Regions from separate parts of the Pan troglodytes genome. Here region 1 is linked to region 2. Evidence: chromatin contacts called from public Hi-C data. All regions are on one chromosome and are shown on one strand. Each heading gives the region's core, a stretch centred on a gene start, on an enhancer-like site or on the middle of the called end of the contact. The rest is flanking DNA. Distances are from core to core; before and after follow the strand shown. Region 1 holds the start of CCND1 (cyclin D1). Region 2 overlaps TPCN2 (two pore segment channel 2).

Evidence for each region. A called contact is a pair of places that touch in the nucleus more often than the background predicts.
Region 1: a contact with region 2 is called in a Hi-C map of stem cell-derived neural progenitor cells, with 9 times the contacts expected there. The contact joins the promoter of CCND1 here to the enhancer-like site in region 2. A contact is called at or near these places in 3 of 7 Hi-C or Micro-C datasets (induced pluripotent stem cells, a lymphoblastoid cell line and stem cell-derived neural progenitor cells) and 1 of 1 datasets of contacts at active chromatin or transcription factors (stem cell-derived excitatory neurons).

What each region holds. Positions count from the first base shown.
Region 1 is chr9:71,695,988-71,700,266 of NHGRI_mPanTro3-v2.0_pri, reverse strand. It overlaps CCND1 (cyclin D1), which reads right to left and starts at 2,580. Exons shown (of 5, transcript XM_016921434.3): 1 at 2,190-2,580; 2 at 456-671. The coding sequence starts at 2,387.
Region 2 is chr9:71,149,479-71,153,543 of NHGRI_mPanTro3-v2.0_pri, reverse strand. The region is part of intron 19 of TPCN2 (two pore segment channel 2); the gene reads right to left. Among named protein-coding and RNA genes, the nearest start is that of TPCN2, 52 kb to the right of the region's middle. Within about 2 kb of position 2,308, at least 2 of the 24 cell types and tissues checked have an H3K27ac peak or open chromatin away from gene starts, as enhancers often do. A contact at or near this core is called in stem cell-derived neural progenitor cells, where this site is marked.

The DNA of each region.
Region 1 (4,279 bases), core at 1,331-3,830, 550 kb before region 2:
TCGTGCGGTCCTGGACGTTGGAGGGGAGGGCTGGCGAATGCTGGGGAGTCAAGGGAGCTGGGGCAACACGCAATCCCAGATCAAAACAGAAAAGGCGCCCGCCGCGTGAAAAGACTCTGCAAGTGGAAACAAAAAGACCTCCCACCACCTGGAACTGGAGGCTCAGCGCCGAGCGCGGCGCTCCTCGTGCAGCCGCTGGAGGGCGCGCGCCGCCCACTTTTCGGCCACACCGCGGGGCGCGAACGCGGTGGGAGTCGCAGGCAAGCGCACACAGGGCGGCGGGACGGGGGCGGCTAGGATCCCGCCCGCTCCCCGGACAGGGACGCCCGGCGGCGGGGCCGCCCTCCCTCGGAGGAGCAGATATGTCAGAGGCGGGCCGGCCGCCACCGCCTGCACCTTCCCCGGCCCTGCGTGCGGCTCGCGGGGGGCGGGGGGCGGCGGGGTCCAGTGGTTACCAGCAGCTCCTCGGGCCGGATGGAGTTGTCGGTGTAGATGCACAGCTTTTCGGCCGTCAGGGGGATGGTCTCCTTCATCTTAGAGGCCACGAACATGCAAGTGGCCCCCAGCAGCTGCAGGCGGCTCTTTTTCACGGGCTCCAGCGACAGGAAGCGGTCCAGGTAGTTCATGGCCAGCGGGAAGACCTCCTCCTCGCACTTCTGTTCCTCGCAGACCTACAGAGGCACGGGGCCCGTGACCGCCGCCGCCAGGTCGCGCCCCCCCCCGCACGCCCCCGCACCCCCCATCGCGCTTGGCAGGGCCGCCAGGTCTGGAGGGCGCCGAGGGGTCGGGGCTGGGGGCGGCAGGAGCTTCCCGTGATGCGCCCCCTCCCCCGCGCGTCCCCAGTACCCACCCTCCCCGAAACTGAAAGGGAAAGTCCCCGCGAGGCTGGCACGGTGGGGGCGGGAGCGGGCACAGCTGGGCGGCGTGCGCGGCGGCGCGGGCTGCCGGCCCCCGGGACCCTGGCCCGCCCTGGAGCTCCGTGGTCCCTCTGACTGGGGGTCGACACCCACTGGGGTGCGGGGCCGCGGAACGGGCCGCGGGGTTGGGCGCCGCGCCTGCGAGACACAAAGGTGGCGTCCCAGGCCGCCGCGCCGCATTTCCCCAGACGTCATCTTTTCAAAAAATATTTAAAAATATTAAAAAAATAACTAAGTGCATAAAAAAACCCTGAAAATGACCCTCGGGCGACCCTTTACCCAGGCCGGGGGTTGGGAGTTCGTTACAGGCTCCAGGGGGAGCCCCAGGAATTCAAACTCCGGGGCCCCCCCTTCCCCCTGGGCGCGGGCGGCGTTTCCCTCTCGCAAGGGCACCACGCCGCACTTTCAAAAATTATTTAAAAATACTTGCGGGCCCCTCAGGCGCCCACCGAAGGTCTGAAAATGTGCTCCCAGGCCCCCGGCTCGCTCGGAGAAGGTCCTCCAAGCCGATATCCCTGCAGACGGGGATCAAGCCCTGGCGTCTTGGGGGCCACGCGACCTTGCAGCTCGCCGTGCTCTCCGGCCCAGGCTGCCCGTTCGGGGCGCCCCGGGACTCGCTGCTTGAACAAAGGCCCCCCCTTCCCTAGCGGGGTCCCCCCAAAACTACCCATGCCGCGTCCCTGCGCCCCTCCCGCGGGCTCCCGGCAGCCGCGCGGCCCCTAGCTGCGGCCCCAGCGCCCGGCGGCCGCTCCCCGCCCCCACCCTGCCCCCAATTATTAATAAACACTTTTGCTTTGCAATAAAAGAGCAAAGATGGCGCATAATACTGGCACGAGCGGCCTTTGCATACGTGTCCATGGATATTAATTTAAAAATCAAATCTATGCCCCCTCCCCCCGGAGTTGGCGGCTCCCGGCCGCTGAGGCGCAGCCGGGCTGGGGCGCAGGCGGGGGACACAAAGCGCACCCAGCCTGCCAGCCCGCACCCTCGGGCCCATTGGGGTGCCCCTGGCACTGGCTTCTCCCGAAGGCACCCCTCCCCGACCCCCTTCTCCCCTCCCACGAAACGCAACTTCTAGCACCCCCACCCCCACCCCTTCCTCCTTCAGAAAATACCCACAATTTTTATTTTGAAAATACGGATCCCTAGCAACACCACGGCAAACTTCAAAGTTCTAGCGGGAGAGAAGGGAGGGGGGTGAGTAGCAAAGAAACGTGGGTCTGGGCAACAAGTTGCAGGGAAGTCTTAAGAGAGCCGCCCGAAGCCCCGCACCTCCAGCATCCAGGTGGCGACGATCTTCCGCATGGACGGCAGGACCTCCTTCTGCACACATTTGAAGTAGGACACCGAGGGCGCGCAGGTCTCCTCCGCCTTCAGCATGGCCCGCAGCACCCGGTCGTTGAGGAGGTTGGCATCGGGGTACGCGCGGCGGATGGTTTCCACTTCGCAGCACAGGAGCTGGTGTTCCATGGCTGGGGCTCTTCCTGGGCAGCTGGGGAGGGCTGTGGGTCCTGGCTGGGTCCGCGCTCGGCTCTCGCTTCTGCTGCCCCGCGCTCCCTTGCGCTCTTCTGCCCCTCGCCGGAGCGTGCGGACTCTGCTGCTCGCTGCTACTGCGCCGACAGCCCTCTGGAGGCTCCAGGACTTTGCAACTTCAACAAAACTCCCCTGTAGTCCGTGTGACGTTACTGTTGTTAAGCAGAGATCAAAGCCGGGCAGAGAATGGGAGCGGGAGGGGGGCGGGGGCGGGCGCAGGGGGAGGGGGCGCGGGCGCCAAACGCCGGGAGCAGCGAGGGGCAGAGCCCAAAAGCCATCCCTGAGGCGCCGCGCCTGCCCTGCGGCGGAGTTGCCCCTGTAGTCCGGTTTTCATAGAAATGCAAATCGCCCCGCTGCAGCCTTTCTCCCCGCCAGGGAAGAGGGGTGCAGGGGGCCCCGTCCGCCTCGAGTGGGTCCCCCGGGATTTAGGGGGTGAGGTGGAGGTGGCTCTGCAGTAGGGGACAACTAGGAAGGCCGGCAGGCCACACGCAGCCTGGGGAGACCACGAGAAGGGGTGACTGGGGCGCGGCGACACCCCATATCCAAGCCGGCAGAATGGGCGCATTTCCAAGAACGCCACGAGGGCACCCACGGGCGGACAGACGGCCAAAGAATCTCAGCGACTGCATCTTCTTTCATTTTCATTAACACGTGTAAATTGCAAGAACTAATTTAGCATGCAGGGACGGGGAGGACCGGGCACACAACCCCTGTGCAAGTTTCATTCCGGCGCACAGGGGCGTCGTTGCAAATGCCCAAGGGGGTAACCCTAAAAGTTAAAGGGATTTCAGCTTAGCGTGCGCTCGCTCAAAAAATAAAATAAATGCCCAAAAATTCCAGCAGCAGCCCAAGATGGTGGCCAGCATTTCCTTCATCTTGTCCTTCTAGCCTGGAGACTCTTCGGGCTGCCTTCCTACCTTGACCAGTCGGTCCTTGCGGGGGTCCCCAACTGCACCCCCTCCCTTCCCGTGCCGGCAATTTAACCGGTAGAAACACACCTCTGAATGGAAAGCTGAGAAACAGTGATCTCCATTCTGACTCATTTTTTTTTAATTAAAAAAGAAATTAAATTGCTGGAAATATTAGTCCCCTCTGCCTGGGACAAGACCACCGGAAGGTTCCTAATTGGTTTTGTTGGGGGTGTAGACGTCCCTTCACCTTTAGAATTTGCCCTGGGACTGAATTCGTGAGTGTGAGGGGGCTGGCAGGAGCCGGCATAATTCAGAACAATTATCAATTAAACGAGTGTACTGATCTGATTTTTAGCAAAATCGATAGGTGTTCGTGGTTACATGAGAGGGTCCCCAATATTATCGCAAACTTAAGCAGATGTAAATTAAAATACACAGTTTTTAAAATTACAGGTTCTGTCTCTTTGGTGCGTTAAAAAATAAAAGGACATTTTACTGTCTTAACTTTTGTTTTTATTTTTACAGTACCTGCCCCAAATTAAGAGAACTGTTCATTTACTTCCTTTTGAATATAGTTCAGTGTCATCAAACCACCGTACCCTCTTAACAGTAAAAGCTCAAAGAAAACGGATAGAAAAAGCCCTCTCCCCTTCGCCAGGGTGCTCACAGCAAGATGCGAACCCCCCCCCCCCCCCCACCACCTTTCAGGGTGAATTCCTCCCGCGCCCCCTCCCCCGCCGGGAATTAGGATTACTAATATTCCGGGTCCTGGGGGGTAATTACCCCCGGATTCCGCATGGGGAGCGATGGGTTGCCCCAGCAGGGAGCACCTACGGTCGTGCCCCCCCCACTCCCCGAGCACCCACAATCGCGTTGGCCCCCGCATAGCCAAGCCTCAGAGCATCAGCCCGCGCACCA
Region 2 (4,065 bases), core at 1,059-3,558:
CACACACAGAGGAGAAGACACATGAAGGGGGAGACAGAGACTGGAACGACGCAGCCACAAGCCAAGGAACACCAGAGCCGCAAAAAGCCAGGAGCAGCAAGGAGGGACGCTTCCCTAGGGCCTTCAGAGGGTGCCCGGTCCTGCTGGCACCTGCACCTGGGACTTCTGGCCTCCAGAACTGCAACACAGCACATCTCCATGGTCTAAAGCCACTCAGGCTGTGGTACTTTGCACAGCAGCCCCAGAAAATCAGCACAGCACCCAGCACCCCGCATCTGGGGGTCAGCTCCCACCTGTTCCTACCACATTATTGGCCAACTGAGGATGGGAGTTGAATTTTGTTCTGGAACAAATAATAATAATAAATGCCAGAACTCGCCAACCCTATGCTCGGGTCCCCAGAGCCTGGAAGGGTGGCCTCTCTGGAGAGGGTTCCTGCTTGCACCAGCCAAGTGGGTGGCCCCTCTGTAACCTCTACCAGATTCACTTTTCCCCCGTGTCTCCCGTCCAGCCCGGAGTCCGCCTCCCGGGGCCGCTGCCACCATGCAGGTTGGAGCAGAGCTCGCCATCCTGCCTGCCCCGTGGTCATGTGGAGTCGCTGCCTTTCAGTTATGCGGCAGGACTACTTGCCAGGTGGAAAGTGGGACCATCAGCCCTGGCGCCCCCAAACAAATTCTTGGCAACTGAAACAAATGCCAGAGGTGGATGAGCCGGGCAAGACTGCCTCCCAGAGGGGGCACACTGCCGGGCCTGCGAACCCTTCATCAAACCCCAAGGAGCCGGTGAACGTTTGATGAGGGTCCTGGGGTCTCAGGCCCTTCTGCCTGGGCCAGTCTCATGTCCCGCTCGAGTGACGTGGGTCAGCAGTTTCCCTCCAGCCCAGCCATGGCCATCGTTGCCCACCTGCCACCTCTCACGGGAGCAGGGCCCCCACTCCTCCTTCCCAGCTCTACTGAGAGGTCTCCTTGCCTCCAGCCACAGAGCCCCTGATGCACCCCTTCCTCCTGGCCAGAGCACAGGCTGTGCACTGCCTGTCCCCACGGCTGAGCTAATACCGCCACCTTTGGGCACTCAGACTGAGACAATATCCCCCACCTGTGTTCTCCTGTCTTCACTGGGTGACTTCTAACCTCAGACAGTCCCCAAAACAAATGCAATCCCTTTTGCCTATCAGAGTGGCCAACACCACCCTGGTTTCTGGAGGCAGCCAGCCCAGGTGTGCTCAGGGGTGGGCGTGTTCCAGGATGTTCTGAGCCCCAGCTCCCTCCTCTGTTAAGTCAGAAGTGAGGATGCATGAGTATGCACAGCACACTTCCACACAGTGTTCCCGCTGCAGCCACCGACGGAGGTCCAGGGTCCCCCAGGCTCTGCTGTGATGCTGGCCCAGCATCCAGAGTTTTCCTTGACCATTTTTCCAGGGCTGTGCCAGAGGCTGGGTGGGCTTTGCCAAGGAGAAAAATCAGGGAGGGGGCGTGGGCAGAGCTGATGGACAGGCAGGGCACCCGGGGCCCAAGCCACTGCTGCACTCAAGGAACAGACATTGGGGTGACCTCAGAAATTGCCTGGGATGTCTGGGCCTCAGTTTCCCCTCTCAGTCCTCCCTGCCCTGTCCACTTCCAGGAGAAGGGGCTGTGCAGTGCGGGGGGAAAGGCGGAGCTGTCCAACTCGGCCTCTGATAGCTCCCAACCTATTTCCCCTTCTGGGACTTTGGCCCTGTCTGCAAAGCGTGACCCCCCTCACCAGTGGCCCACTGCATCCCCAGGCACAGAGCCTCTTTCCTTTGCCCCAGTGAAGCCTGAAAATGGCCTTTCCCTAAGCGCACGCACCGGCAAGGGGTGACTGCAAGAGCCTCCTGGAGACCCGGATTTCTGGGGAAATGAGGTGGAATGAGTCGCATACCCACAGAAGCGCAGGGTCTTTTCAGCACCTCACATGCCTGGGGGCACTGACGTGGCCCACCCGGGGAGAAGGGAGTCTGAGTGTCCCCACAGTGACTGGCAGGTAGACAGACCCAGGGGCTGCTCCAGCCCCACCCAGTGGGAACCCCACAGCCAGAGAGGGCCCCATCAGTGCCCTGCACTCCAGGTGGCCGGCTGGCCTGGTGGTGGGAGCCAGCAGCCCACCTCATCACACCCTCTCCCCACTAAGAGCAAGCTACCCTCCCTCCTGGCTAGAATCTAACAAGTGTTGGTTGTCACTGCCACCACACAGATTCCCCTAGGGTCCCTTAGGCAAGGGTTGTAAGGTTCCCAGCACAGGCCCAGGAAGGCTGCCAGGAGGAGGAGGAGCTCCTGCCAGGAGGGGACTCCCCCTGCCTTCCCGGGCCTGGTGCTGAGCAGGACAAGGAGGGTACCAGGGCCTGGGCACTGGGTCGCCTGCTGCTAGGCTCTGCTGCCCTCCGCTGGCCTACCCAGGAACTGCGTGTGCCCAGGGCAGCATCTCCAGGTGTGTCTAGCCTACCTACTCTACCTGGCCCTGCCTCTGGACATGCAGGGCCTCTGTCGCAGGCCCTCACCTGTATGCAAATTATGCTCTGAGGGCATCTTGTAGGTTACAAGCCTCTGGTCCCCAGGCCCAGCTGGGACGGGCTCAGTCATGCCTGCCCTCATCTGCTAGGTCTACGATGCTCCTTCCCTGGTGCACACTGGGGGGTGGCGATCGCTATTCAACACCATCTGGGGCTTCTTCAAAAGGTGATAACGTCACCCCTGAGACAAGGTGGGCATTGGGACCCAGCACCGATGTGGGACCGAGAGGTAGGAGGCTCGCAGCCCTGCCAGGAGCCCCTCCCACTCACTTCCACCTCATCTCACACACCAGGAACCTGAGGCCAGTGGAAAAGGGGCCACAGTGCCCGTGCCCACAGAGCTGGGCTCATATCCAAGACTGTGTCCCCTCCAAGCCCAGCTCATCACTCTCTGCCCTGCCAGTGATTGACAAACCAGTGGACCAGCCAGCAGGCCTCCTCTGAGGTCTCCCAGACTGCCTGCTCCTGGAGAAATACCCAAGGTGACTGATGCCCCATGCGGCTGGAGCACTCCCCACTTGGGCAGGCAGCTTTGCACCAGCACCACCCCGCCATGCCTGTCCCATTGACCCCCCAACCCTGGGCCCAGGGCAGGTTGTCCCCAGATGCCGCAGCCCCCTGAGAGGTCACAGGGCATCCCTCTGCCCAGCTGGTACCCCCAGCCCAGGCTCGGGCAGCATTCGAGGCCACCGCTCCAAACAAAACTGAGAGAGAGGGGCCCTGGGGACAGCCCCAGGCTGCAAGCTCTCCACAGGCTCCTGGAACCCAGGGGCTCAGGCCTAGATGTGTTCCAGAAGCACCCCTGGGCCGCTGCATGGAGAAACAGCAGGGCGCAGAAGCATAAAATCGTTGCACTTGCCCCATGTGGCCTTGGCTGCCTGGAGGTCGCAATGTGAGGTCTTGCGGAGCTCGGCACCCAGAAGTGGCTGCTAATGAGCACAATTCGGGGGCTGCACTGGTCTCCTCTGTCTGCCACAACAAATCACCACCGACCCGGAGCTCAGAACAGCAGAGGTTTCTTCTCCCACAGTTCCGGGGGTCAGAAATCAGGGCATTGGCAGGGCTGTGCTCCCACCGGGGGCTCTAAAGGAGGGTCCTTCCTGCCTCTTCCAGCCGCGGAGGGCTCCCAGCATTCCCTGGATTGTGGCCGCATCACTCCAGTCTCTGCCCTCTGTCTTCACGTGGTCTTTTCTGTGGTCTCTGCCTTCTCTATTCTTATAAGGCACCAGCCATTCTATTCAGGGCGACCCTAAATCCCGCATGGCCTCGCCTCAACGTGTTTAACCTAATTACACCTGCAAAAACCCTATTACCCAAATAAGGTCGCATTTGAGGTGCCAGGGGTTAGGACCTGGTCATACTTTGGGGGATCCCCGCTCAGCCCACTACAGTGATGCTAATGCTGGGAGGTGGTTCTCATTGTGTGACCCCCGGCCGGCAGCATCAGCAACACCAGGGAGCTGGTCAGGAGCGGAATTCCCAGGTCCCTCCCAGGCCTGACAAATTGGAACCCTGGTATGGGGCCCGGCAGCCTGTTC